Linked DNA regions of Mus musculus: regions 1, 2, 4, 5, 6 and 7 are each linked to region 3. Evidence: chromatin contacts called from public HiCAR-type, HiChIP or PLAC-seq and promoter capture Hi-C data. All regions are on one chromosome and are shown on one strand. Each heading gives the region's core, a stretch centred on a gene start, on an enhancer-like site or on the middle of the called end of the contact. The rest is flanking DNA. Distances are from core to core; before and after follow the strand shown.

Region 1 (3,569 bases), core at 57-2,556, 2.5 Mb after region 3:
CAGTATCAAAAACAAAAACAACAAAAAAAGGATTTACTGTAGTGCTTTTTTTTTTTTCTTTTGCCAGTTCTACAGGATGTTAGTCAAATGCCTTATTACATCACTGGCACAGTTTCTACTGTGTCTGTACTTGCTTCCCACTACATAAAATGGCTATGATTTATACTTCTTTAGAACACTCCCCCTTGTGTACAATTAATTTTTGTGAGGTTGGAGTCTCGGTCTGTGGGCTCGGGTAGCAGCCTCCCAGCTCCGGGCTCAGGCATTCCTTCTGTCTGGAAGCACAGGTGCCCACAGTGTACTGGGCTCGCTCTACAGACAGGATTTCTCAGGGATAGGTCATTCTTCGTGTAACATTTTCTCCGCTCTAGAATTCTATTTTAACGTTTATCACTTTAGAAGCCTTTGTATTCCAGTGCACACACCCAGAAATCGAAGCATCAAATGGTGACTGTTAGGTCCTACTTTAATGTGTGCGCTTGCCTTCACCTAATACTTTGTACAGGATATTCAGCACAACTCGATGGTTCTCCTGGCAAACAACTTCAGGTTCCGTTTGAGGCTTTAAGAAAATCAATTAGCTTAACCTTTATTAAGAGGCACAGGAGACAGAAGTTCCGACAGAACCTACTTTCTCAAGAACAAGCCAATGCTCACCAGGAAGGTTTCAGGTGAGACTTGAAAACACAAGTCCTGTACATTCATGCGGTTCTTCCCACCCCGCCTACAAAACCCAACCCAACCCAACCAAACCAAACCAAACCAAACCCTGAGCTGTAATAAAGCCCAATCCATCGATATCTTCTGTGAGACGTAGAGGGGCTTGTCACCAGGCATCGGTACCCCGCACCCAAGCGGACCGTCGGAGTCCTCCCTAGCTTCCCAGGGAGGATCGCGGACAGCTGGGACATACACGTCCAAACACCGGACTTCACTGCTCGCCTCAGGCTCTGCCGGGACCACCAGCTGGCCAAGGCCAACGCGGTGGCGTCTCTTAGGGATCGGGTCCCTCAGCGAAGCTGCAGAGCGAGACAGGAGCCCCGCACCAACGCTCAGCGCGCTCGCTTCGACCCGCACCAGGAGGGCGGCACCCAGGGGAGGAGCTTGCGCACGCCCCTCCGGGTGGAGCGCGCCAGGTGAGCGCGCGTGCGCAGTTGGACCATTAAAAACTAGCCCGCCCCCTTCGCTTCGGCCCGCCTTCGTGGGGGCTGGCTCGCCAGTGGGCGGGGCCGCGGAGAAGGGGGTGGGGAGTGGAGAAAGCGAGCGGCCGAGGACGGCGCCTGCGCGGTGGGCGTGATCCGGGCACTTAGGGCAGGATGAACGCTGCTTTCCAAGATGGCGACGGAGGGAGGAGGGAAGGAGATGAACGAGATTAAGACCCAATTCACCACCCGGGAAGGTCTGTACAAGCTGCTGCAGCACTCGGAGTACAGCCGGCCCAACCGGGTGCCCTTCAACTCGCAGGGATCCAACCCTGTCCGCGTCTCCTTCGTAAACCTCAACGACCAGTCTGGCAACGGCGACCGCCTCTGCTTCAATGTGGGCCGGGAGCTCTACTTCTATATCTACAAGGGGGTCCGCAAGGTACCGACCCGGGCGTCACCGGGGGCGCGCCGGCGGCGCGGGCCGAGGCCGGGAGCTGGGCGGTGACAGCGAGGCCGGGGTGACCGGTGGGGGCGGCCGGCACTTGTACTTTTGAGTGGGCCGGTAACTCCGCTGAGGTGCTCCGGAGGAGAGGGGGCTTCGGGAGTGAGGCGCCGGCGGCAGCGCTGCCTCCTAGGGGAGGAGGGGGCTCTGGAGCCGGGTCGCGGAGATGCCCCGGGAGTAGCCGGTCGCCTCCTCCCCCGGCGGGGTCTGTCAGGTTCCGATCCCGCCCGGGAGCGGGCCTGCGAGTCCCCGGAAGAGGTGCGGCGGCCGTTTTAGGTGGCCTCGCTTCCCGGGAGGCTCGAGAGTCCTGCCCTGGGTGAGAGAACCGGGACGCGAGGCGGCTTGGAAAGGTCCGTAAGGCGGAACCGGGACAGGGAGGCGGAGGACTTGGAGACTAGGTCAGAAAGGACCTGCTCGGCACGCAGGGCTACTCCACCTGCTGCCGCACTGACACTTCTCCTGGTGTCAGCACTGTTTCCAAAAACCTTTCCGGGAGGTCGCCTGTCATTGTCTCCGCGGAGGGAACCGTCTCCCGAAAGGTTTTTGAAGAGGGTCATTCTGTCCCTTGCAGTGTAAGAGGGCTGAGTACTCAAGACTAGGGAGGTTGGAATTATGTTTTCAAATAGGCTAAGTTGCTTCAGAGGTGTTGTGTGTGAGCGTGCCTAGATTTATCTTGTCTAACGAGTCAGGCTATGTCCCAAACAGGGAGGGATAGGCCTTAAATGCTACTTTAAAGTAACCAGCCAAGAACTTAACAGTAATTCTGTGACGCATGCAATCGAGTTTTAAAATGTCTCGTTAAAAGCAGCAATTTATTGGCGCTTTTATTTTATTTTATTTTTTTATTTTTTGGTCACTGGCAAGAATTGCTTATTTTAACTTTTGACCATTGAGAGAGTAAGGAAATGTATGCACTCCATAGCACCTCCAACGGAATGTGACAAGGTGATGGAAGATTCACTTATAAATGTTCAGTTAGTGGGAAAGTACGTTGTCCATATTGAAGAGGACGTGTTCCCAGGGATGGCTATATCCAAAGTCAGCTGCTGTTTATGTTGCACTGTACGGTTAGGAGGACAAGGGAAGGAATGATGGTGTGCAAACGTAAGCTTGTTTCTTTGGTCCAAGGTGAATCTTCTGACTTGTCTTTATTCTTGTCAGTGAACTCCCGAAGCGTTTGGAAATAGCTGGTTGACTCTCCTCTCTCGGGGTTGGGAAAGTATCCAGTGGTTTGAAGAGTAGGAACTGAAGTTTTAGTGCAGTTCCCAACCCTGTTACTGACTCACTGCTGGCTGACCTTGGATACCTGGGAAACTTTCCTTTGCACTTCTTTAAAAAGGGAGGCTGCAGTGCACATGTTATAATTCGTAATAGCTGTGATGGCCATTAGAGTCCTGACACACTCAGGAGATGTAAATTAGAGTTAAAGCAAGCATTGAGAGGAACTGCCGTCTCAACATTCCTGCTCTGACTGAAATACCAGATTTTTCTCTGGAAATAAATGTAAGCTTATATTATCAACACCTACATTTGGGGGCTGGAGCAAAGGCTCAGCGGTGAAGAACCTGTACTGTTCTTGCAGAGGACTCCAGTTCAGTTCCTAAAACCCATGTTAGGCTGCTCACAGCTACCTGTAACCCCAGCTCCAGGGAATTGGATGTCCTTTTCTGGGTTCTGGAGACCCACTTACAGCTTACACAAATAAGTTTAAAAAATAAAAGAAATCTTAGAAAAATTGTAATTAGACCCTACCATGGTTGTGCATACTTGCAATCCTAGCACTCAAATTGTGATTTTTGTGGCCAGCCAGGACTATAGTTGGTAAGTTCAGGGCCAACCTGTGCTACAATTATCACTTTTGAGGCAAGCATGGGCTATATGGTGGGGTCCTCTCATAAGGAAAAAAAAAAAATCAAACCAGG
Region 2 (3,633 bases), core at 296-2,795, 2.4 Mb before region 3:
AGGTCAGAAAACAGTGTTCAGGGTCCACTTTTTCCTCCTTACCATGGGTACCAGGGATCAAACTCGACGTAAAGAGGCTTGCATAGCGAGCTCCTTTATCCTCTCGAGTTGTTTCATCCACCCCTGACTTAGCAGGGTGGGAATATATTTTAAAAATGGCGAAAGTAGCAATGCGTTTTAAAGTATATTTTTAGCTTCACTATTTTGTTCTGCCAGTTAGCTTAGGGTCTGTGTGCTTTTGTTTTTAAGTGGTAAGGATGACTATTAAAGTATGCTTTCTAGGTCCCAGAATTGATGAAGGAAAATCCAGAGATGTGTTTGTATTTTCCTCTGTGGAGTGAGTCTAAGTTGAAGAAAACTGCTTGCCTGGGCTCAGGTTTCCGTCCCCACTTTGTTGTCCTAGTCCCCTCTCCCACTGGACAGGCGGGCAACGCTGAGACGCACAACAAACAGATGAATATGGTGTCTCAGAACACAGTGAATCCAGTTGCAGAGAAGCACCAGAGTCATAAGCCATCCTGTGGTCCTGTGCTTAGGACTCAACTGAGTACTCCACTCCTTTCCTGTCCTTGTGAGGGAAGTCGGGAGGGGGAAGCGTTAGCGGTAAACCCAGCTTTTACGGTAGGGAGGTCTTAGTTTGGTTGTGTCCTGCATTCACCTGCTGTGGCCAAGGGTCAGCTCCTAATGACATTTGGGACTTTTTAGATATTGTGCTCCATTTTAAGACATAGTAAGGGTAGATTTGTCATTAAATAGTTGGCTGAATGTGACCTGATTTTTACTTATTTATTTGTGTGTGTGTCTTAAAATATTTTACAACCCTCTTAGAAGCATTTCTCTTAATTAATTTATAAGATAGTTATTTTTGATCTAACAGATTTCATGCTGAAAATAAGTAGCTTGAATAATTCAAACACCCCTGTTCTGTGGGGCTCTGACACTCCTGCAGACTTCCACTTCAGCCTTGTGTGTTCCATAGTGCGTGTCACATAGTCATGGGGCAGTTTAGATTTTGAGGGTCTTAGGAAGGGCATTTAGTAGTTTTTTTTCCAAGGCTGCCTGGAATGAAGTGTCAAAGGTGTTTCTGGGCTTCACAGTGAGTCTTGGCCACTTGTGCTCCCCGTTGTCTCTGCACATGATGTGGATATTTGGGGGTTGTCTCAGGTGCTAGGCACAAGCAAGCTGCTCTGTCGTTTCAAGGTAGATGTCCCGGCTTTGTGCTTGTCTTGTAGACGCTGTCTCTCTTGGCACAACACTCTCTTCACAAACTTTCACACTGTGCGGTGCCTGGTGCTATGTGATTTCCAGAAATCTGGCATGAGAGCCAGGCCTTGTTTGCGTTTTCTAACGGCAGTGGAGCTGTTAATAAAGAGATTGATGATAAAGTTGTCGAAAAGAGACAGTTGGGCAGAACTGCTCCCCATGAGTGACAGAGGGCATGCTCTGCCTTCACAGCCAAGAATGCTGCCCCCAGCAGAGAGCCGACCGTGCCTGGACACCGTGCCAAGACTGTTGGAGCTTCGCTGCACGAGTAGGCTCCTGCCTTTCCCTCTCATTTCCTGTATTCTCAGTTCTTGTCCCAGGTTCAGGAGTCATTCAGAACAAACATGTGTACTGTGACCCTCCCTCTGCAAAATAAATGTCAGTTCTCATAAGTCACCCCCATTTAACTTAGCAAAAATTAGGTTTTAATCTGAAAGCACAAAAGCTGTAGCTTTTATTAAAAGCCCTCATCTAGGCTGTGTCCTTCAAGTCCTGATGAGTAAGTGCTGTCTACACAAGGGTGTTGAGTGTCACAGCAGTTACCAGTATGACGTGGCTTCCATGCTGTTGGAAGCTTAGGACTGACATCCTGTCTGCCTGCAAAGAATTTGCCTCTAGAATTTAGGGGCTGAGAGCTTTGTCTTGTCTTGTTTGCCTTGAGTCCAGCACCCACTAGACATTGTCTCAACGTTTATATTACATCAGCCAGGATACTACATACACTATTTTTGACTCTTTTAATATCGACTTTAAGGGTACAGTTGTTTTCTGTTTCCTTTTTGTTTATTTTTTGCATTTTTGAGTCAGGGTTTCATTGTAGCTAGCCTGGACCAGGCTGGCACCTCAGCTCACAGATATCTGTTCTTGCCTCTGTCTTCTAAGTGTTGGAGAGCTTGTGTTGTGTGTGCTACCACACCTGACTTGTCTGTAATTTTGTAAGTTACCCCATGTATATGCTTTGGCTTTGTTGAATGTAACCTTTTACTGGCTCCCTCTTTTTTAAATCATTGTGGCTTTTATATTGTTATATGACTTAAATGGGGGCAGTTTTTGTTTCTCAATGGAAAGTCTTTTTTTTTAATGATTTCACTAGCCAAAACTCCCCTGAGACTCATATGCCTCAAATTTAATTTTTAAGTACAGTAACAAATCCTTTGAGTACTTGCCTGGCATATATGAAGTCACCCTGATTTTGATTTCTAGTCAACTCCCCAGTATGTACCTGTATGTTCACCCCCATGTAACTCCCATGACGTCTGAGAAGTAGGGTCTAGTCAGCTGCCCAGGTCATTGTGCCCATGCAGCGCTACCCTGGCACTGGCGAGCGTCCATACTTTGTAATTGCATCTCTGGGCAGCAGTGGAAGTTTCAAGGTTATCCAGGATTTCACAAGGAAGTTCTGACTCATCTCTAATAGGAGATGTTTCTCAGGCTTGTCACTGGTTGGTTTTTAAGATAGTTTTTCTGTTGCCCCAGCTATCCTGGAATTCTGTAGACCAGGCTAGCCTTGAGCTCACAAAGATCCACCTGCCTCTGAGCCATTCACCACCCTTTTTGTTGTTGGCTTTTTTTTCCTTCTTGAAGACTTCTTGATGTGTAACCCAGGCTGGCCCTTAAAGCTAGAAGTTCCTGTTTCAGCCTTTGGAGTTGGGATTATAGGCAAGTACCACTGTGCACGCCTTGGGTTTACACTCTGCCTAACCTGAAGCGCTCGGACATGCCTAAGAGCTAGCTGCAGTGGTGCATGATTTTCACTTAGTTCCTGGGAAGCAGAGGCAGCAGAACCTGTGAATTTGATGCCAGCTTGGTCTACATAGAGTTCTGGCTTTTGTAGCAGAATTTTGATAGGAAGCCACTCTAAAGCAGGTTTGTGCTGCATTGGCATTTAGGGCTGCTGAAATTGTGAGCCCAGTGCCTCGTGCACGGTTGGTACACTGTCTACCAACCTGCTGTGCAAATTGCTGTCCTAGGGAGATGGCCAAGGAGGATCCCCACCCTGGCGTGTGAGGCATCACAGGGTACCAAGGCCTCTGGAAAGATGCGCATCTCATAGAAGAGATCTGTAGGCGTTGTTGCATGTAAGACCTGAGGTGGCTGTGGCACCGAGGCTGGAGTTCCTGTTTTCATGTGTGAGAACTGACTTGCATAGGGGATTCTTTTATTTGTGGCCGGATTGGGGACATGATAGACAAATGCCAGCAGAGCCACTCTAAGTTAATATGATTCTTTACCAAGTTAAGGTAAGCCAGCCTTGCCTCTGGGATAGATAGAGAGACAGAGCTCCATTTCCAAGCCCCAGTGTGCTCAGGTGTTAATGTTAGCACTTGCTTGGTGTGTGGTCTAAGTTCCCTGTTGCTTTCCAGTGGCGAT
Region 3 (3,589 bases), core at 546-3,045:
TAAGACGATCAAGCTTACAGATCTCTTCAGGGGCATTATCTATCTCCACCTCACACCCCGGTGAGGCGGCCATCAGCCTCTCCAACTTACAAGCAAGGAAGAAAGGAAACTGAGGCACACGGAGAGGTCGGAATCCACTCCAAATATATCCTCTGGGGAAAACTGTAGAGACCGAACTGAGAAAGGTGTCCCAACCAGTACTGCGGGACTTATGGGAAGCCAGGAAGACTCTTATCTTAGCCCAGGGTACTCTGGCCCAGCTTCGTCAAGGTCTCAGCACGGGTGATTGTGTGCCAGCCCAGCCCAGCCCAGGAGGAGATTCAGCTGGGAAGGAAGCAGGGGAGAAAGCCAGCCACAGCACAGTGCAGTCGTGGGTGCTAAGTGAGTTTGAGGGACTCCAACCAGAAGGGAAAATTCACTTGCTTTAGCTTAGGGGCCTTTCATAGTCTTCCAAGAAAAACTCTCCTCTGCCCTCAAGTGTTTTCAGGGTAGGATGAGAGACACCCCTCGACAGCCCCAGAGTGCCAGCTGGTAACACAAAAAGCTGCGGAGGAGAAACTTTTTTCTGCGGCATCAGCTAGACAGGGACACCACCACGCCGAATGCTCCATTTGCTATGCCAGCTGCGGAAGGGTCTGAAGGTGCGACCCCACCCCCACCCCGCACCTGTGAGGTCTCCAGAAACTACTACTGCTTCACGACAGACACCCATGGGCTTCCGATCCCGGCGAGATGCTTACCGTGCAGGCCGTTAGGGATGCTTCGGTGGTGCGGCGGCGCTGACAGGTCATCCAGAGACCGGCGCGTGGCTCCGGCCTTGCCGTCCGGAACCTTGTGCGGCCCCGGGGGCAGCAGAGCCGCTGGGACGTGGTGGTGGTGGTCCGGGCTGCCGCCGCTGCCCGCACTGGACGTGCTGCTGCCGTCGCCAACGTCGCGGGCCCCCGAGCCCGCTGCGCTCCCCGCCAGGGGCCCGCTCAGGCTGGCCTGGCTGTCGATGGAGCTGCGGGAGCCCGCGCCGCCGCCGCCGCCGCCAGCGCCCCCCGCCGCCGCCAGCGCCGCGCGCTCCTCGTCCAGCAACAGCACCAGCTCTTTCAGCTCCAGGTTCTCGCGCAGCAGGGCCTCCTGGCGCGCCTCGAGCTCCCGTAGCTTCTGCTGCGAGCGGGCCACCTCGTGCCACACGGCGCCGGCCGCGTGGCGTCCGAAGCGCTGCCACTCGCGCGCCAGCTTGCGCCCTTTCTGCCGGTCGTCGTCCAGGAAACAGCAGAGCTCACGCAGCTCCTGATTGTCGTCCTGCAGCCGCTGGTTCACGTCCTTGAGGCCGCGGATCTCCAGCAGGTGCTGCTGCAGCCGCCGGTTCACGTCGCGCATCAGGCCGCCGTGCTCCAGCATGAGGCCCACCTTCTCGCCCTCGGCGCGCCGCAGCCGCCGCGCCAGCTCCTCCTTGCTCCAGCGCAGCAGTTCCTCGTCCGGGACCTGGCTCAGCTCCTCCGACGCCGCCGCTGCAGCCGCCGCCGCCACCGCCGGGGGCTTCGCCATGGCGGGGCCGTCACCGCGGCATCGCCCTCGCCCGCGCCGGGCCGGCGCTCCCCGCGCCGGGGCTTCTCTGGGCTCGGCCACGCGCGCGCGGGGGGCGGCTGGGGACGCGTGCGGCCCGCCCTTCGCCGCCTCGCGCTCCCTCCCGCGGCCCCCTCTGGGGTCACCCGAGAGCCCGCGCACGCCTCAGGACTGAGGAACCGGGACCGTGGCTGCGTCGGCGGCCGCGGTGCCCCGGCTCTCCGAGCTCGGGCGCAGCAGGCGGAGGCCCGCCCCCGGCCCCGCTCCCGGAGCCCCAGCTGCCCCGCCCACCCCGGGCGGAGAGGGGGCGGGGCGCCGCCGTTGGGCCACGCCTCCGAAAGGGAGGCGGTCAGAGGAGTGGCAGGCCCCCGAGGTCCCCCTACGCGGTGCGCCGGCCCGCCGGGCGCCCTGCCAGAGGCGCGCTCGAGCCACGGTCCCGCCCTCCCACAGGTCTGATTGGCCAGGTTCGGGGGTGTGCGGGAGGGGCGGGGCGCGCGCGGGGAGGCTGAAAAGATGGTATCTTCCAACCGCGGGGCCTTGCACCCTCCTCCCCCCCACACTCCCGGTTCAAGTTTCTTCGCCCGGAGGACGCGGCCTGGGCCAATCCCAGGACTACAAGGGGTTTTAAAATGCAGGTAGGGCTAGGGGGTGGCGGGGACCGGTGGGAAAGGTAGGGCAGGGCTTCCCTTAAAGGCGACGCGCGAATTTACGCGTCCCTTATCCGGCCAGCGTCCCTGACCCTCCCTTTCTCACCCTTAATAAACAGATGCCCACCCGGCGAGCACAGCTCTCTCCCTCCCTCCCTCCCTCTCGGGGGCACCAGAGTTCGGTACAGTCCGAGAGAGGAGGAACAATAGGACCCTGACATGGGGGGTCGGGCAGGGCTGGTCTTTGTCCCTTTCCGGGCCACCGACCAGAGCCACCTGGGTCCCTGCCTAATATTGCAGCGGGGCTGTCTTCCCACCCCTAGCCCAAGACCGTGGAGCCTTGCCAGCCTTATCTCAGGGCCAGATCTCTCTCCCTTCTTCCCCTGACGTGGTGGGAGCCGAGGACCTGCCCTTTTCCCAGAGCAGTTCTCCGAGCCCTTCCCTTCCGCGCACTACACCGCTAAATCCCTGGGATTGGAAGAACATGCAGTTCGCTAGGTGGAAACCCCTGAGAAAGGCGAGGGAAGGTCTTCCACCCTGGCCAGATAGCTGGGGTCCATAGGTACTCAGCGACCGCAGAACCTTCTTCCCTCGCCCCGCATCGCTGCGGAGCATACGGATCTTCCCACACCTATAAATCCCGTCCCCTAAGCGCATTTAACAGCGCTTCTGCAGCCAGCGGGCCGAGGGAAGGATGCGTTTCCCCTGGACCTACAAGGAGATAACCCACTCTGCGCGCGCACAAACCGGGGTAAGCTACCCGGGCCTGGAGCGCGTGCCCGCGCAGCAGCTGACATCCCCCTTTTACAGTTACTCAGCCGTTTACTAAACCACCTCATGTGCCCTCTTACACCTTCCCCATCCCGGGGGAATTCTACCGGGACAAGAGGCCACTGCTCTCTGAGGGCACTTGGCATTCTTGGGAGGAGGGAGAGAGTACAACGTGAGAAGAATCGGTGAGGCTGTCTGCAGCGCTATGCGGGGAATTCAATTGCCTTAGATCTGTGTTCTGGGAGGGACCTAGGAGCTAGGACCTAAACCTGAGTGACAAGGACAAAGGTAAGCCTGGAGGCCGGACAGGTGAAAGGAACAGCAAGTGGAATGGCCTTAGGGTTGGCTTGTTAGTGGCCGGTTCGAAGGGGAGGAGGGGCCGGCGAGATGGCTCCGCAGGTAAAGGAGTGTGAAGCCCAGCCTGACAACCTAAATTAATTCCCAGGACACAGTGATGGAAGGAGAGACCTTACTCCCTCACGTTGTCCTCTGACCTCCAGAGTGGGCAGTAGCTTACATAAACACTCACACAGAAAGAATGAAATGTAATAATATATTAAAAAAAAAAAAAAAACAAGAAAGGGTGCCGTAGATGGTGCGGGACATTAATCCTAGAG
Region 4 (3,661 bases), core at 890-3,389, 2.6 Mb before region 3:
CAGGCTGGTCTCAAACTGGGAGATCCCCCAACCTCTGCCTCTCGAGCGCTGGGATTAAAGGTGTACACCCCCAGTGGACCAGCTAAAAAGAATTTAACAATGCCATTTCTTCAGCTAATTTGTAGTTCTCTTAACATAGCCAGAATTTAATGGCGGGCACTTGAACTGGAGTGTGTGCTGTTAACTAGCTACACCCTCGACAGAGCTTCTGGAGCTCCGTGAGTTCCCTCAAAGATAACTCTGTATTCGTTGCAATGCAAGGGGAGAATCCAGGCCTGGAGTTGTAGCTCAGGAGAGCTCATACTTAGATGTGCAACATCCCTGCATTGACACCCAGCACACAGAAAAAAAGAGACAAGAAATGGATGTGAGCTGAAAAGTTTGTGCTAGTCTGTCTGCTCTGAGTGTGTCCATGAAGAGAGCAGAGGCTTTATCTCCCATAATGACATGCCCACCTTCCCTCCTGCTCTGCTGAGCCCAAGCGCTTCCCACATAGCAAGTCAGCTGCTGGCTCTGTGACTACCCTCAGTGCTTTCTATGCAGGATGCCCTGTGCTCCCTCCAGTGTTCAGGGGCAAAACCTGCTGCTTGGTTCATATTAGGAATAGAGGAGGAAACTAGTTTGGGAATGGGCCACATTGACTTCGGAACTCTCCCTCTAAGCTCCCCCTGCCACCACCCTGGTATATTAGGTATAGCATTGCTGAGGCTTGCACTGATGAAAAAACTTGAGTAGCCACTGGGGCAGAATGGTCTTCTAGGACTTTGCAGTACTTAATAAAAGGCACCACACACAGTTGGTAGTAACATGCATGCACAGGAAAGAACTAATGGAATGATACAGCAGTTGCTATAATATAATCAATATAATCAATATAACCAATAGGCACACAATGGCTCAGCAGTCAAGAGCACTGGCTGCTCTTGCAGAAGACCTGAGAGTGGTGCCTCATAGCTCTCTGTTATTCCAGTTCCAGGGATCCAACGTCTCTTTTGGTCTTGGATGCCACCAGGAAAACATGTGACACAGAGACATTCATGCAGGCAAACACACGTACACATAAAAATAAATATTTAATTTCTATATATGCATGCATATTTGCATAAAATACGTTCATGTATTTAGATTTAACAAGTTAGTGTTTAAAACTATTTCAGTGCAGTCGGACCCTTCCAACAAAACAAGCCGGTTGTTTCATAACACACCACAACTTTTGATGAAAACAAAATACACATTGTTTATTGCATTAATGTATTTGTGGAAGAGGGGTGTGTGTGCCAGGGCACATGTGTAGAGGACAGCTTGCTGGAGCCCGGTCTCTTTGGGACAGAGGGATGGAACTCACGTTGTAAGGCTTGATGGCACCTCCTTCACCCTCCGAGCAAGAGGTGGTTTATTTCAGCAACTGCACGAGTATTCTCATTTGTAAAGAAGACCCAGAGCTTAAACGGTCTGAGTGTAAACTTCATGATTGTGTGTGAATTCCTGGTCACAAAGTCCCTCCAGGCACCTCCACCAAATCCCCAGGCAGGGTGGTAAGGGGGGAGGGGGCATCTGAAAATGCTTAGGAAAGACAATCTGGGAAGAAAAATCTCAATTGAGAAGATGCCTCCATAAGAATGGCTTACAGGCATGTGTATGGGGCATTTTCTTCATTGATAGAAGACCCAGATCACCGTGAGCATCCTGCCCTTGATCCTGAGTTCTCTTAAGAAAGCAGACCGAGCAAGCCCGTAAGCCACGTTCCTCCAAGGTCTTTGCTTCCGTTCCTGCCTCCAGCCAGGTTCATGCCTTCTGCCCTGGCTTCCCTGGATGATGGGTCTACAACCTGTTAGTTTTGGTCTGGTACTCTCACAGCAATAGAAAGCAAACTAGTCAAACCCCTAAGCCAGTAGAACCCTGTGCACCAAGCAGCTACTGGGCAGTACAGGCTGTGGTGGTGGGCTCTCACGCTGTGGTCCTTGACCCCAAAACTCGTGACATCTGCTTTTCTTTACAGTAGAGAAATTGTTTACCCAAGCAGAGCGTCCTACAGGAGATGTGCCGAAGGCAGTTAGACAGTTCTCCAGGGAGATCAGCCCCGCCCTTTAGGACACGCCCCGGCCAGACCCGTGCCACGCCCCCAACGGACCCTCCCCCAGAGCTGCACCCTATCCAGAGCCCTCACCACAGGACACGCCCCGCCCAAAAGCAAGCCACACCCCTCCGAGAGTCCGAGCCTCGCCTCAGGGAGCCTGACCCTTTCAGCCTTCCAAAGCCCAGCCTCTCCTCCTTAGCAACCGACAGGACTCTTTCACCTTAGCAACTACTACAGCTTCCACCATGGCTGAAGAGGAAGTTCCTGCGACCACCGAAAAAGTTCTGAAGATACAGAGGGTATTCATAAACCATCTGGACACCTATAGCAGCGGAAACATAGGAAAGGTGAGCGGTGACCCGAGCCAAACTGGCCCTCAACCCTCAGTGTGTGTCCCTGATCTATCTCCACAGCAAAGGCCTGCATCACTGGCTGTTAGGAGCCTCCCCGGGGGAAGAAGATTCCAATCCTAGCACATCAGTGCCTCCAGGACCTGTCCCTAAGCAGGCTTGACCCATGTTCCTTCCTAATAACGCAGGTGTTTTGGCTATGGTGAAAATGAGGCTCAAGAGAGGAAAGGGCTTGCACAAATCATAGGTATTATGGGCGGGACCTGGAGCACACAACGCGTAAGTCCCGCCATTATGTCATCCAGGAAACATCCATCTAGCGTTTTTAAGCATCTGTTTTGTGCTAGGCACAATTTCTGACCAGGTCCCATTAAGCTTCCTTACTTCCAGGAAAGTTATGGAGATGACTTAGCAGGAGACCTTACTTGAGACACAAGTGTGAGGACCTGAGGTCTGACCCCCATCATCTATGGAGAAAGTGAGCAAGTAGTATTCTACCTCTAGCGTAAACACACACACACACACTCACACACACACACACACACACACACACACACACATGATCCCAAGAGAGAACCTAGGAGCTGTCATTCTAAATTGTTCATCCAAAGACAGTCATGTTTTAGGGGCTGGAGACCCAGGTTCAATTCCCAGCACTCATATGGCAGTCCAGATTGTCTGTAACTCCAGTCCAAGATGATCTGATGCCTCTTTTTTGGCTTCTGGCGGCACACTGCATGCACATGGCACACACACACACACACACACGCCCTCACAAACACACACACATGCACATAAAATAAAAATAAATCTTAGCACACACCTGCAGAGGCCCTGCCATTGAGGACTCTGGATCCGTTGGGTTGAGGAATCTGCCAGCTTGTGGGAAGTCAAAGGTAATGAGGTACCCTCACCCTCGCTGCACTGCTAATTAAGTAGCAGAGGGGATTAGAACTCAGGCTTCCTGCCTCCCAAGATGGTTAAAAATGAGTGTGGAAACAAACCCCCTAGTGACTCATTAAAGCAAATCACCAGATGACCAGTTGTGGCATAATTAAATTCTGGCGTGGATTATCAAGGGGTGGTGGCCTGCTGGACGGCTCTACAACTGTAGCACTGGGATAGGCAGAAAGGGGTGGGAATGGAAGCTCATGTTCTCCACTGGACAGAAAGCTTTCATCCGAGCAAGCAACGCTCTGAGTGTAAGGATACAGAAGAGAACGGTGTGAAGATA
Region 5 (3,768 bases), core at 606-3,105, 2.4 Mb after region 3:
TTATATGAAATTTACCCTGTAGGTAACTTACAAAGAGAGTAATGGGATAGCCAATGAACTGAGAATGCTTCTTCACGATCTCCTTTATTCTCCTTTCCTCCAAATACTCTGTTTGGTCTTCTTTCAGATGCAAGATAACCTTTGTTCCACGACCCATTGGTTCACCTGGAAAAGAAAAGGGCAATGGTTACTATTCAAAGCCTCCATGCTTGCTGGAGGTTTCCTAGCAGCTAACCTTCCCCACAAATGCAAAGGTCTCCAAAGCTTTAACTTCCTTGCCCAAGATGTACAACTGAGCAAACAGCCATACATTTTTCCTATTTCCTAGCCCAGGTCCTGAAGCTCCCTTTAGATTAACAATTTTGTTGAAAAGCTCAGGACTTAGCACTAAGGCTATGTATGCCAGACTGCTCTTTAACTCTTCAACTCTCCAAGTTAACCCTCTCAAGCACTTACTGAAGTTAACCAGACACCCCCTACAATTGAATACATTCCTTTTGGCCTATGCCTACCTGTGTCAGTCCTCACTGTGAAGGATCCCCCAGCTGAGGACTCCCAGGCATACTGCTCATCGTCGTTATGCTTCGTGATGACAGTCACTTTCTCAGCAACCAAATAGGCAGAGTAAAAACCAACACCAAACTGGCCAATCATAGAGATATCTGCACCAGCCTGCAAAGCCTCCATGAAGGCTTTGGTGCCCGACTTGGCAATGGTGCCAAGGTTATTGATCAAGTCGGCCTTGGTCATTCCAATCCCGGTATCCACAATGGTCAGGGTTCGGTCCTGTTTGCTGGGAATGAGATTGATGTGCAGCTCCTTCCCCGAGTCCAGTTTACTGGGGTCCGTCAGGCTCTCGTAACGGATTTTATCCAGAGCCTATTAAGAAAAGATTAAAAATGAAAAAACCGTCAAGCGCAAACCCCAAGGTGAAATTTTCAGGGAAAGCAACGTCCAATCCTCCAAGTGGTATACTCACGTCCGATGAATTGGAGATGAGCTCCCTCAGAAAGATCTCTTTGTTCGAGTAGAAGGTATTGATGATCAAGGACATTAACTGGGCAATTTCTGCCTGAAAGGCAAAGGTCTCGACCTCCTCCTCCTCCATTGGTTGGTCTTGGGTCTGGGTTTCCTCAGGCATCTGGAACACAGAGGACGACTCTAAAGCCTCACAGAATGGCTGCAGGCGTGCTAACGACCGCCCCTCCTCTATAGAGGTCTCTTACCGACTCTATTTTGGACTAAGAAAGGGACGAAATAGAAAAGGGCGACGGGGCGGGGGGTGGATGACAAAGGGATGACCTCATTTCAGAATGCGGTAATTACGAAGCGCATGTGCGCGCCTCCGGGAGGACGTTCGGACCCGGGCGGCTCCACGCACGCCGTTCCTAACGGCCACCCTCCCCCAACCCGCCGCTATGGCGCCTCCCTCGCCCGCCCGCGCCTCGGCGGCACCGGCGACAGCCCAACCCTCGCTTCGCTCGCCCCGCGCCCGCCTCGCCGCCGCCACCGCTCCTCCTCGGCGGCCATTGCCGCATCCCCGGCCTGGGGCGTAGATATGAGGCCCGCCTGGGGCCTAGGGTCGGAAGCCATGGCCGCCCACCTCCGCGGGCTGAGGGAACTCGGATGGTGGCCCCGCTGCCGCCGCGGCGCCAGCAACCTACGGCCCTGCTCCCCAAGCCCCCGCTAAGTCCGCCTGCGCCATCACTCACCGTGGCTGAATGAACACGCACGAGACGTGACGCTCCGCACCAGGACACTGAAGCAACTGGCGCGCCGCCCCCTGCGCCGGCCTTATATAGAGGCGGGCCCGCCCAGCGCGCGGCGCTTCTTTCCAGAAGCCTCCGGAACCTTCCGGAAGAACCCTCCCCAACCGTCGCCTCGGCCGCGCGCCCGCGCCTGCGCAATGGACGGGCCCCGCCCCTCCACCTGGAGCGCGCCGAACCCGCGCGGAGAACGAACGCAAGCCCCTCCTCCACAGCCAGGTGCTCTGCACATGCGCAGTCCGGAACGCTCGGCGGGCCGGGCGCCTTCCCGGGCCGCACGCGCGCGCGCGGACGGGCCGGCCAGCGCATGCGCCTGAAGCCTCCATGTGAGCCCTGTGGTCTAAGGCTTCTTTTCCCCGGCGCTCTGTAAAAGGGACGTCCCCATGGGAACGCGCGCGTGTTGTGTGAACCTCGCGGTCCTCTGCGGCGCTTTAGGTCCTTGCAGGCAAAAGGTCCCCCTTCGGGCTCCCTTTGGGAACGCGGACCCCGCAGGAGGCGAGTCCCGCCCCCCCCCTGGCTTCCACCTTGATGGGTGGGGCGCCTCCCGGACTGGGGTTCTGGTTGCGTAGTCTGAATTTCAGGGCTGACCCCGCTGGAGTGTGTTCTGAAGCCTTACAGTGGGCTTACTGAGAGACCTTACACGGTGGGTCTTACAAATCCGTCCAGAGTGCTTGGGGATTTCTCTTTGACCAAAAGCTATGACCCTCAAATTGGGCGTTGTGAGGGATTTTGTATCAAATTTGTGCTACCTTAATTTACTGTAATTTTGGGGCTGGAAAGATGGCTCTTCCAGTAAAGGTGCTTGGGTTTGATATCTGCCACCCAGAGCGTGGGAAAAAAAGCTAGCCTTCAGCGCTGTGTCTCCCACGTGCCCATACACACACACACTCGCACAGTGTGAAAATAAGTGTAAAGGACTAGAGAGATGGCTGGGAGCAGTTAGTGGTGCCAAACACGCACGTTAAGGCAGCTCACAACCACCAGTTACTACAGTTCTTGGAAATAAACTATCCTCTCTGGCCTCCACGGGCACCAGGAACACACATGGTGCACAGGCACACGCAGTCAAAAAATGGTCATATAAAACACTCTATCCTGATTTTTGAAGCACCTTCATATGGTGTACATACGAAGTTACTTTGGGCGATTAACGTGACCCAAAAGATAGTTTCCTTGTTTGTTTATCTTTAATATAGGCTTCGGTTTCACTCCCCATACCTTTCCTTTGGGTTACTCCCACCCTGTATTTCCTATTTCCGCATCTTTTCCTGCTGACAAAACGATTACTAAGATTAGAAAGAAAAGGGCTGGAGAGATAGCTCAGTGGTTAAAAGCATGGACTGGTCTTCCAGAGGACCCAGGTTCAATTCCCAACACCCACAAGGCAGCTCACAGCTGTCCATAACTCCAATATCTGACACCTTCACACAAACATACATGTAGGCAAAACACCAATACACATAAAATAATAAATAAAAGCTTAGAAAGAAAAGAAGCCGGGAAAGAGGAAGCCAGGCAGTGGTGGCATAAGCCTTTTTAATCCAAGCACTCGGGAGGGAGTCAGAGGCAGGTGGATTTCTGAGTTTGATGACAGCCTGGTCTACAGGGTGAGTTCCAGGACAACCAGGGAAACCCTGTCTGGGGGAGTTGGGGGGAAGAAAGAAGAAAGAATGTGCTCTGTGGACAAAAACACAGCAGGCAATTTCCTCTGGGAGAGGAAGAAAGTCACCCATCTCCATCTCGCCCTCCCTCCAGGGAACGAGGCCCTTTCCCAGCAGCTGAGGAAAGACCTCTGGCCCCCCTCTCTGAACTGAGTGGGGGCATTAAGTAGAAACAGTTTTCTTTTTTGAGGTATTAGCTTTTTTTATACAGGATCACATTTTGCAACCCCTTGCTATGCAGAGCAGGCTGGCCCTGAATTCACATAGATCTGCCTGCTCCTGTTGAGGTGTGTATCATCGTCCCCAGCTGTACTCTCCAGGGCCACTCCTTTTCCCTAAGA
Region 6 (3,607 bases), core at 422-2,921, 2.8 Mb after region 3:
AGGTTAATCTGTCTGTGGTACATCTTGGAAGATAGGGAAGAAAGAGGACAGAGTGCCCCTAGCCGCTCAGGTTCATCTGTCATGAAGTCACGGCTTCATCCAGGTACCTATCCCAGGTCACCCCTGGATCCCACCTCTGATTTAGCAGTCTATTTGCTGACCAGGCCAGCTGGACCCGGTTATTCCAGAGCTCATGCCTGCAGTGCCCAGGACTTTCTAAGCAGAGGGGTGTCCTTCAGAGAGGAGTCCAAGAGCAAGAACAGGAACTTGGTGGGGGCAGGGATCTGCTACCGGGAGGCTCTGGGCCCTGTTCTTGAAGGCCAGTTAGAAGTGACCATGGTCACTTCAGTGAAGTTTAAAATGATTCGCGGGGCAGAAAACGTGGAAGAGAAACCCCTGCTTATTTATGCGGGCTTTCAAACCATAAAACTCTCGTTTTCTCTCTGTAGCTATTTATATCCTGAGCGGGTGTAAAAACTGTCCCCATATGAAGCCCAGGTCTGAAGTAATATAAACGAAAAATAGCCATCTCCTGTTTTATTTATTTATTTTTAATTTAAAGCAAACGGTTTCACCTATAGTCCCCAGGTTTGGTCGCTGGCGCGGGGGGTGGGGCAGCCCACCCAGCCCCACAGGCAGCTGTCAGGCAGTGACGGGGCCCCTCGCTTGATCACTCCAGGGACAAGGACGCCCAGGGCTGGGTGTCACCGACTCCTCCGCGTTCAGGCTCTTAGCCCTGCGGGCTGGGGGAAGGGCCCGGGTCTCGGGAAGTGACCCTCCTCTTCTACCGAGCTGGGGACTCAAGCTCCTTCTTTTTCCCCCTCGCGGTGGGGCCCCTAGTCGATCTATGTCCCTCCTGCTGTCCCGGGGCCACTCGGCACCTCCCCTCACCCCGACGGCTTCGAGGCCCTCCCCGGCCGAACATCCCGACTCCTCCCTCGGCCCCTCAGGCAACGTGGGGAGCCGGTGGCCCCCAACCCAATTAGCGGGGAGCTCCATCGTCTCCAGGCACAACCGCTTTCCTTCCCTCGGGGGACACTGCCACCTGAGAGCCTCGTCCCCAGGTTCCCTTGCTCTAGTACATCTCGATCGCCCCTGGGCGACGCGGGGGCGCAATTAGTTTCTTCCAATTAGTTTCCCCTCTTTGTATAGAACCCATTCAAACTGTGCGCGTACTCCTCCGCGCGAGGGGGAAAGTAGTCCCGACCTTGCCCGCGATTTCTGTTCTCGCGTCGGGCACATTCACTTTGGGAAGCCGATGGGACGCTCGGCGGGATCCCCGGGGGAGGTGGCGCGGGGCCCACAGGGTGCGAGCGGAGGGAGCGGGGCGCTGGGGAGGGGGAGGGGGCTAACTCCTCGCTGTTGCCTCGAGAGATGGATCATGGGGCGTAAAGCGATCGCAAACCTCAAACCACGTACAGTGGGCGATACGCGTCAACCCAACCTGGCCAACGGAAGCACAGAACCTTCCCCCTCCTTCCCGTGATCCCGCCCCCGTGGCCTGACGGACGCGCACAGAGACCTACCATGCCCCTGCTTGCCGCCCGGATCCCGTGAGAGCCAATGGAAGCTCGCAGGGGCGGAGCTTGCGAGCGACGGGTTAGGCTGTGCGCGGCCCTCCTCCCCCCCAGGCTCCGCCCCTCCCCCCCGCCCGCGGCTCCCGGAGTAGTTAGAGCCAGCGAAGTGCGGGCGGCGATGAGAGCCAAAGTTGCGCTCCGTTCGGCATCGGGGGCTTGAGGCGGCTCGTTGCTCCGCCCGTCTGGGCCTCCTCTAGCCCCAACTCCCGCCAGCGGATCCCGCGCGCTCGCCCGCCCGGCCCGGCGCCCACCTGCGCCCCCTGCCCGCGGCCCGCCGCCCGCGCCTCGCGAGCCGGGGTCCCCGTCACTTTGGCCCGGCCCCGGGCCCCGCCGATGCCGGCCATGGTGGAGAAGGGCCCCGAGGTCTCAGGGAAGCGGCGAGGGAGGAACACGGCGGCCTCCGCAGCCTCGGCCGCCGCCTCGGCCGCCTCGGCCGCCGCCTCAGCCGCCGCCTCGGCCGGCACCGCCTCCGCCTCGGCCGCCGCCGCCGCCTCGGCCGCCGCCGCCCCCAATAATGGCCAGAATAAAAGTTTGGCGGCGGCGGCTCCCAACGGGAACAGCGGCAGCAACTCCTGGGAGGAAGGCAGCTCGGGCTCGTCCAGCGACGAGGAGCACGGTAGGTGGCAGCCGCCCCCGCGCCCGGCCCGTGTCCGCGCCCGCGCTGACCGCCGTGCTCTGCTTCCCCGCAGGTGGCGGTGGCATGCGGGTGGGACCCCAGTACCAAGCGGCGGTGCCCGACTTCGATCCTGGTGAGTAGCGAGTGACGGGAGCTCGGGAGACAACTTTGTTTTTTGTGCGTGTTGGCCTTCGGTCCGCGGGGGCACACGGGGCGCGAGGGCAGGCGGCGCGGCACGCTCGCACACGAGTGTGCTGCAGATTCGGGTGCGGGGAGGCCATGGGCTCCGGTGGGGACAGCACTGGGCCCGCAGTGTCCCCCGGCTCTGAGAAAGCCACACCTGGCCGGGGTGGAGTGGGATGTCTCTGCCTCCAGGTGTGGTGTACCGGAGCTAGGACGGGATCCCGGGTGGCAGTGCTGGAGAGTTGGCGTCCTGGGGCGCTCGGACCCAGGGCTCCGCAGAGACTTCTTACTTCAAACTGGCTCCTAGCGTTACCCTGCCAACCCTACGCTCTTATTGCCTCTTGACTCTCATCCCGTCTTGTCCCGTCCGGTCCCATCCTGTCCCATCCCATCCCATCCCATCCCATCCCATCCCATCCCATCCCGAGGGCTGGTGGAGTAAAGATCTTCCTGTCCCTCCACCCCAATCAGGTAATAAAAGAAGTGTGCTTTCCAGAGAGCATCTGTCTAGATAAGAGAGCCCGACTTGTGGCTGTTATTTTAAGATCTGTTTGTAAATGTGTGTTTCCTTTATTTCTTTTTTCTTTTGGGGGGGATGGGGTGGGGAGGAAGAGGTTGTGAAAGAATAGAACCATCAAAAGGTTTAGCTAACCGGCCATTTCCATCTACTAGAAATCCTTGTCCCCTAAGAAGGGGCATTCTTACTTGCCTTCCTGGTGATCTGTGTGGAAGCAAATTTAAAGAGGTACGGGGGTGGGGGGGGGGGAATCCTATCAGACAAAGGAATTCGCCAGATTTTAATGCCTATGATTCTGTCCCATCTCTGTATGAGACTGTCTTTCAAGGTGGTGGTTACAGGAAATGTTTGAAAGGCCGTGGGTTTTGTTTCAGAAATAAAATTCAAAAGACAATCTTGTACAGCTAGAGTGAACCGTCCTGGTTGGAGGGCTTTAGAACAGGAGGTTTTTCTAAGTAGGTTATACCACTAGTTTGAAAAGATAAATGCTTTTCCTTGGAAACAAGACTGCAGAAAATTGCAAGGATCTGGTCCTTGAAAAAGGAGATTGCTTTTAAGTTGTTATTAAGGTGCTGAACTCTGTGTTTAGGTAAAAGTGAAAGCACAGAAGAGAGGGATTCAGGGTGAGTGTTTGGTCACCCCAAGAATAAATGATTTGCAAATGCATGACTCCAGTCCCTCACAGTTCTGTAGTATAACTCCCCGCTTCGTAAA
Region 7 (3,886 bases), core at 2-2,501, 2.5 Mb before region 3:
ATGGGGAGGGAGCTTTAGGAGTGAAAGGAAGCCCTAAGTGCAGGGGACCTCCAAAAGCTTCTTTCTTTTTTTTTTTTTTTTTTTTTTTGGTTTTTCGAGACAGGGTTTCTCTGTGTAGCCCTGGCTGTCCTGGCACTCACTTTGTAGACCAGGCTGGCCTCGAACTCAGAAATCCGCCTGCCTCTGCCTCCCGAGTGCTGGGATTAAAGGCGTGCGCCACCACGCCCGGCCAAAAGCTTCTTTCAAGAAGCTATGAGAAGGAAAAGGAATAGTTGGGCCTTTCTAATGATTACTCAGAACAGAATGGTGAGTGTACCCAGCCAAACCCCGTAAGAAGTGTGCCAGGGGCTGGAAATTTTAGGAAGGAAAAATACATTATCTTAAGATGAACCCAGCATACTAGGAATGGCTCCTTTTTCTGAGTATGGTCCAGTAACCCGAACTTCACCTGCCCAACTGCATTAACTCTTCAGCACAGAGACAAGGTCATAGTCACACCCAGAAGTATATTCCAATCTATCACATAAAATTGGTAGTGGTGTTTCACACCTGTAATGTCAACACTCAGGAGGTGGAGGCAGGAGGATCAGAAACTAAGGGCTAGTAGCTTCATGGGAGCCTGTCTTATAAAACAAACAAGAACAACAACAACAACAACAACAAAAAACCCGCCAAAACCCCAAAGGTTACTGTCAATTTTATTAAATTATTGCCTTGGTCCGGAATCCCCTGCCCTGCACATTTGGCATGAGAAGCACAGGTCTGGGCAACACAGATGCAGAGGGTCATCGTCAGGGGAGGGGATCCACGGCCACACTTCTGGGACAGGCTCTGTACTGGGCTCTAACACATTTAAGTCCTCACTCACATCGATGTTTAAAAAGCAGTTCTCCCACGCAGCGGAGGTGCAACTGGCACCGAACAGCTCTCGGTTCCAGGCATCCCCCGCGCTTGGGCTGCCCCGCACGTGGCGCCCGCTTGGGCCGCGCCCCCTTCTCATCGCTGCCACGGCTGCGTCACTCTCATTCGCCAGGACGGCGTCGCCAAGCGAATGAACTACAGCCTCTCGCTCGGAGCCTCCCGCACCCATCCCACGCTCTACCACGAAAGCGTGAGATCACCGGGGGGGGGGGGGGGGGGGGGGAGGGGGAGAAGCGCCGCTTCACGCCGAGAACTACATTTCCCGTCAGGTCTTGCGGCGTCGCGCAGCGCGCGCGCAGGCGCGCGCTCGGTGTGCGTGGCGGCGTCAGCGGTTCTAGAACGTTGCTGTGGTAGCGCTCGGGCGCCATGTTAGGACGAAGGGGAAGGAGGAGAAGCGCTTAAAGCGGCGGGGCACGGGTGCAGGACTGGGTTGGCCCCGGGGCTGAGGTAGGCTGCCGTCCTTCCCGCCTCGGTGGATCATGCCCAGGACGGCAGCGGTCGCGGGGGGGAAGTGACTGGGCGGTGCCGGCGCCGGAGACGATGCCGTTGTAAGTGATTGGCGTGCTGAGTGAGGCGCACGCCGGCCGGGCCCCGGGGGTGGCGGAGGGGGAGGGGAGGCGCACGGGCGCCCCGGGCCGCGGCTTCCGGCCCCTCGGGCGCGGGGCCCCCGCAGGATCCCCAAGCGGAACGGCGCCCGGCGCGGACTGGCGGGCCGCGGCTCCCGGGTTCCTTCCTGTCCCGGTTTCACCATGGCGCCGTCCAGCCCCCTAGTTCCCCACTTCCGCTTCCCTCGGAGCGGGTGAGGAACCGGGGCCGGGAGGGAGCAGGCCGCGCTGGCGGCCCGGGGGCAGCTTCCGGAACGGCGGGCTGCGGGGCGGCGCCGTCCCTGCTTTGTTGTGACTAGGCAACCTGGCTTCGGCGCGCTACCTGATCGCTCCCGCCCTTGGGTCACTTGTGTTGTGATTGCGAGTGTACGCTTTGAGCTAATTCACTTAGGCCTTCTAATGTCGCTAGGTCTACTTTACACACTTGACCGTGATTTTTCTTTACTTAATTTCCCCCCTCCCCCCTTTTCTCCTAAGAAAGATATTTGGAAACCGGTTGTTGGGATTCGAAAGTAGATGAGGGTTTTATGTTCCAACTAACCTATCTTGGCGAAAAGGCTTTAGGTCGTGCGACTGCTTTTCTTCCAAACAAGAGAGGCAGTTTTGGACGTAGCCTCAATGTGACAGATCTAGGGTTGTACTTACTAATTTAAAAATGGATTTCATGCGCTTTTCTTTCTCACACACTAGCTTGCTAGCTTTACTCGACCCTGATGTTTAGTCCAGAGACCTGTCAGCTGTATTTCTGTAGTGATAACATTTGTTGGGCTTAATTAACCACAAAGTTCCCTTTGACTCCTTATTCATGGAACAAGGGTAAAGGAGCACGAGAATAGAATCTATAAAGATGTTTGGTGTTTTTCAGTGGGGTTCAAGTAGATGTGAGTGAGTGAGGTGTTGTCACATGATGACCTTGTATTAGCTCATCCAGACTTTTTTCTGATACATCAGTGCTTAAAAAAAGATATGGTTGCACACTCTAAAGGGAAGGCTTCGGATTAGAAATGTTATCTTGTGTCTGGGAGTGAAGGTAGGAGGGAGAGTACAGGTTTCCTGCAGTTTTTATTTCAGTGCACTTCTGAAAGTGGAACGGTACAAGGAGGCTGCATGAGCACCGCACATGTCCAGGTCTATGCTTGAAGTTCTTCAGTCTATTTCCTTTAGGTTTAAAAAAATGGAGCCAAGACAGATGGACATGCACATGACCCCTTTTTTTTGTGTGTTTCATGGGATTTGAACTCTATAGCCAGTTTCTTACAAGCTGTTCTATCTCCATCCAGAGTGTACTGGGACTTTTAATCCAGGGAAACCCAAGACTGCCTGGCTGAGGAGGACAGGCCTGCCTTCCTCCTCATTACTTTGTTTCTTGAGGGCTCTGTCCCTGAGCTCACCTCTCCATGGGACGCCTTGTTCTTCTGTGTGCCAGCATCACTTGCCATGATTTTTACTTTTGATCTTTTGAATTGAGATTTCCTGGATAGTTTGTGTTTGGTATCCAGTGTGGGTTTTGGTGTGCCTGTTAAATTTAGACAATGTAAGTTGGGATTGAAGCATAGACAGTTCAGGTGAATGGTCAGAATGGACTGAGTCGTTACAAAACATTCTCAAAGGTATATGGTTTGTGTATAATTACATACATAATTTGGAAAATGCTGGTACCTTTTGATTGCCATAGTGGTGAAACTTAGAAAAGTTATGGAGGAAGCTAAAGCTTTTTAAAATACTTGAAATTTCTGCATTCTCCATTAACAGAGTTTCTCACCTCAGTGCTGTAACCCTGGTAATTTCTGGAGGGCCCTTCCCACGTCTTGTTGGGTGTGTAACAGTACCTCTGACCTGCTTAGTGGTTGCCAACGGCTTTACCCCAGGAACTTCTCACAGTGGCAAACGCACAGATGTCCCCAGACTTTTCCAGATGTACTCTGAGGGACTTTGTTCGTGGTTTAAGAACCACTGCATTAACACAAAGTATATATCATTATAGACATTTTATTCTCTGTGCCATATGCTAGTGTCCACATCTTTCTTTGTACCAGTACCAGTGACTTAGCAAGTGTCAGAATGTTGTTGAAGTTGTTGGTAGAACTATTTAGTGAGACTTAAGACAGTAGTTCTTCTAAGTGTATAAAGGACTTTTACTGGTAAGAAAATGGGGCAGGGAACTTGCCTAGAGTCAAAGGTGGGAGTGGGTGGGTAGGAGAGTGAGGGGGGTATGGGGGACTTTTGGGATAGCATTGGAAATGTAAATGAAGAAAATACCTAATTAAAAAAGAAAAGGAAATAAGGACAAAAAGTTTAACACAATTCCATTCAAATAAAATTATAACTAACATTACAAAAAACAAACAAACAAAAAACCC

Evidence for each region. Promoter capture Hi-C pulls out the DNA fragments that hold promoters and counts their contacts. HiCAR-type assays count read pairs that join an accessible place to other places. HiChIP or PLAC-seq counts read pairs in DNA pulled down with a chosen protein or histone mark.
Region 1: a promoter capture Hi-C map of pre-B cells shows a contact between it and region 3, with 4 times the contacts expected there. The contact joins the promoter of Wdr20 here to the promoter of Ccdc85c in region 3. A contact is called at or near these places in 2 of 39 promoter capture datasets (hippocampal neurons and pre-B cells).
Region 2: a contact with region 3 is called in an H3K4me3 HiChIP or PLAC-seq map of forebrain, with 7 times the contacts expected there. The contact joins the enhancer-like site here to the promoter of Ccdc85c in region 3. A contact is called at or near these places in 3 of 39 promoter capture datasets (hippocampal neurons, liver and pre-B cells) and 3 of 115 datasets of contacts at active chromatin or transcription factors (embryonic forebrain, embryonic hindbrain and forebrain).
Region 4: a promoter capture Hi-C map of pre-B cells shows a contact between it and region 3. The contact joins the promoter of Ak7 here to the promoter of Ccdc85c in region 3. A contact is called at or near these places in 3 of 39 promoter capture datasets (embryonic stem cells, hippocampal neurons and pre-B cells) and 3 of 115 datasets of contacts at active chromatin or transcription factors (astrocytes, embryonic forebrain and embryonic stem cells).
Region 5: a contact with region 3 is called in a HiCAR-type map of astrocytes, with 2.1 times the contacts expected there. The contact joins the promoter of Hsp90aa1 here to the promoter of Ccdc85c in region 3. A contact is called at or near these places in 2 of 39 promoter capture datasets (liver and pre-B cells) and 1 of 115 datasets of contacts at active chromatin or transcription factors (astrocytes).
Region 6: an H3K27ac HiChIP or PLAC-seq map of trophoblast stem cells shows a contact between it and region 3, with 10 times the contacts expected there. The contact joins the promoter of Rcor1 here to the promoter of Ccdc85c in region 3. A contact is called at or near these places in 1 of 39 promoter capture datasets (cranial neural crest), 1 of 484 Hi-C or Micro-C datasets (CD8 T cells) and 2 of 115 datasets of contacts at active chromatin or transcription factors (astrocytes and trophoblast stem cells).
Region 7: a contact with region 3 is called in a promoter capture Hi-C map of liver, with 13 times the contacts expected there. The contact joins the promoter of Papola here to the promoter of Ccdc85c in region 3. A contact is called at or near these places in 3 of 39 promoter capture datasets (hippocampal neurons, liver and pre-B cells), 2 of 484 Hi-C or Micro-C datasets (CD4 T cells and CD8 T cells) and 4 of 115 datasets of contacts at active chromatin or transcription factors (astrocytes, large pre-B cells, stem cell-derived neural progenitor cells and 1 more).

What each region holds. Positions count from the first base shown.
Region 1 is chr12:110,736,694-110,740,262 of GRCm38.p6, forward strand. It overlaps Wdr20 (WD repeat domain 20), which reads left to right and starts at 1,307. Exons shown (of 3, transcript NM_027149.4): 1 at 1,307-1,584. The coding sequence starts at 1,336.
Region 2 is chr12:105,842,011-105,845,643 of GRCm38.p6, forward strand. No RefSeq gene overlaps it. Among named protein-coding and RNA genes, the nearest start is that of Gm19554, 56 kb to the right of the region's middle. Within about 2 kb of position 1,546, at least 26 of the 459 cell types and tissues checked have an H3K27ac peak or open chromatin away from gene starts, as enhancers often do. A contact at or near this core is called in forebrain, where this site is marked.
Region 3 is chr12:108,273,598-108,277,186 of GRCm38.p6, forward strand. It overlaps Ccdc85c (coiled-coil domain containing 85C), which reads right to left and starts at 1,796. Exons shown (of 6, transcript NM_001159910.2): 1 at 741-1,796. The coding sequence starts at 1,536.
Region 4 is chr12:105,703,843-105,707,503 of GRCm38.p6, forward strand. It overlaps Ak7 (adenylate kinase 7), which reads left to right and starts at 2,140. Exons shown (of 18, transcript NM_030187.1): 1 at 2,140-2,424. The coding sequence starts at 2,323.
Region 5 is chr12:110,694,540-110,698,307 of GRCm38.p6, forward strand. It overlaps Hsp90aa1 (heat shock protein 90, alpha (cytosolic), class A member 1), which reads right to left and starts at 1,856. Exons shown (of 11, transcript NM_010480.5): 1 at 1,713-1,856; 2 at 980-1,141; 3 at 513-879; 4 at 32-165. The coding sequence starts at 1,141.
Region 6 is chr12:111,037,696-111,041,302 of GRCm38.p6, forward strand. Rcor1 (REST corepressor 1) reads left to right here and starts at 1,672. Exons shown (of 12, transcript NM_198023.3): 1 at 1,672-2,193; 2 at 2,267-2,326. The coding sequence starts at 1,911.
Region 7 is chr12:105,783,446-105,787,331 of GRCm38.p6, forward strand. It overlaps Papola (poly (A) polymerase alpha), which reads left to right and starts at 1,252. Exons shown (of 22, transcript NM_011112.4): 1 at 1,252-1,469. The coding sequence starts at 1,462.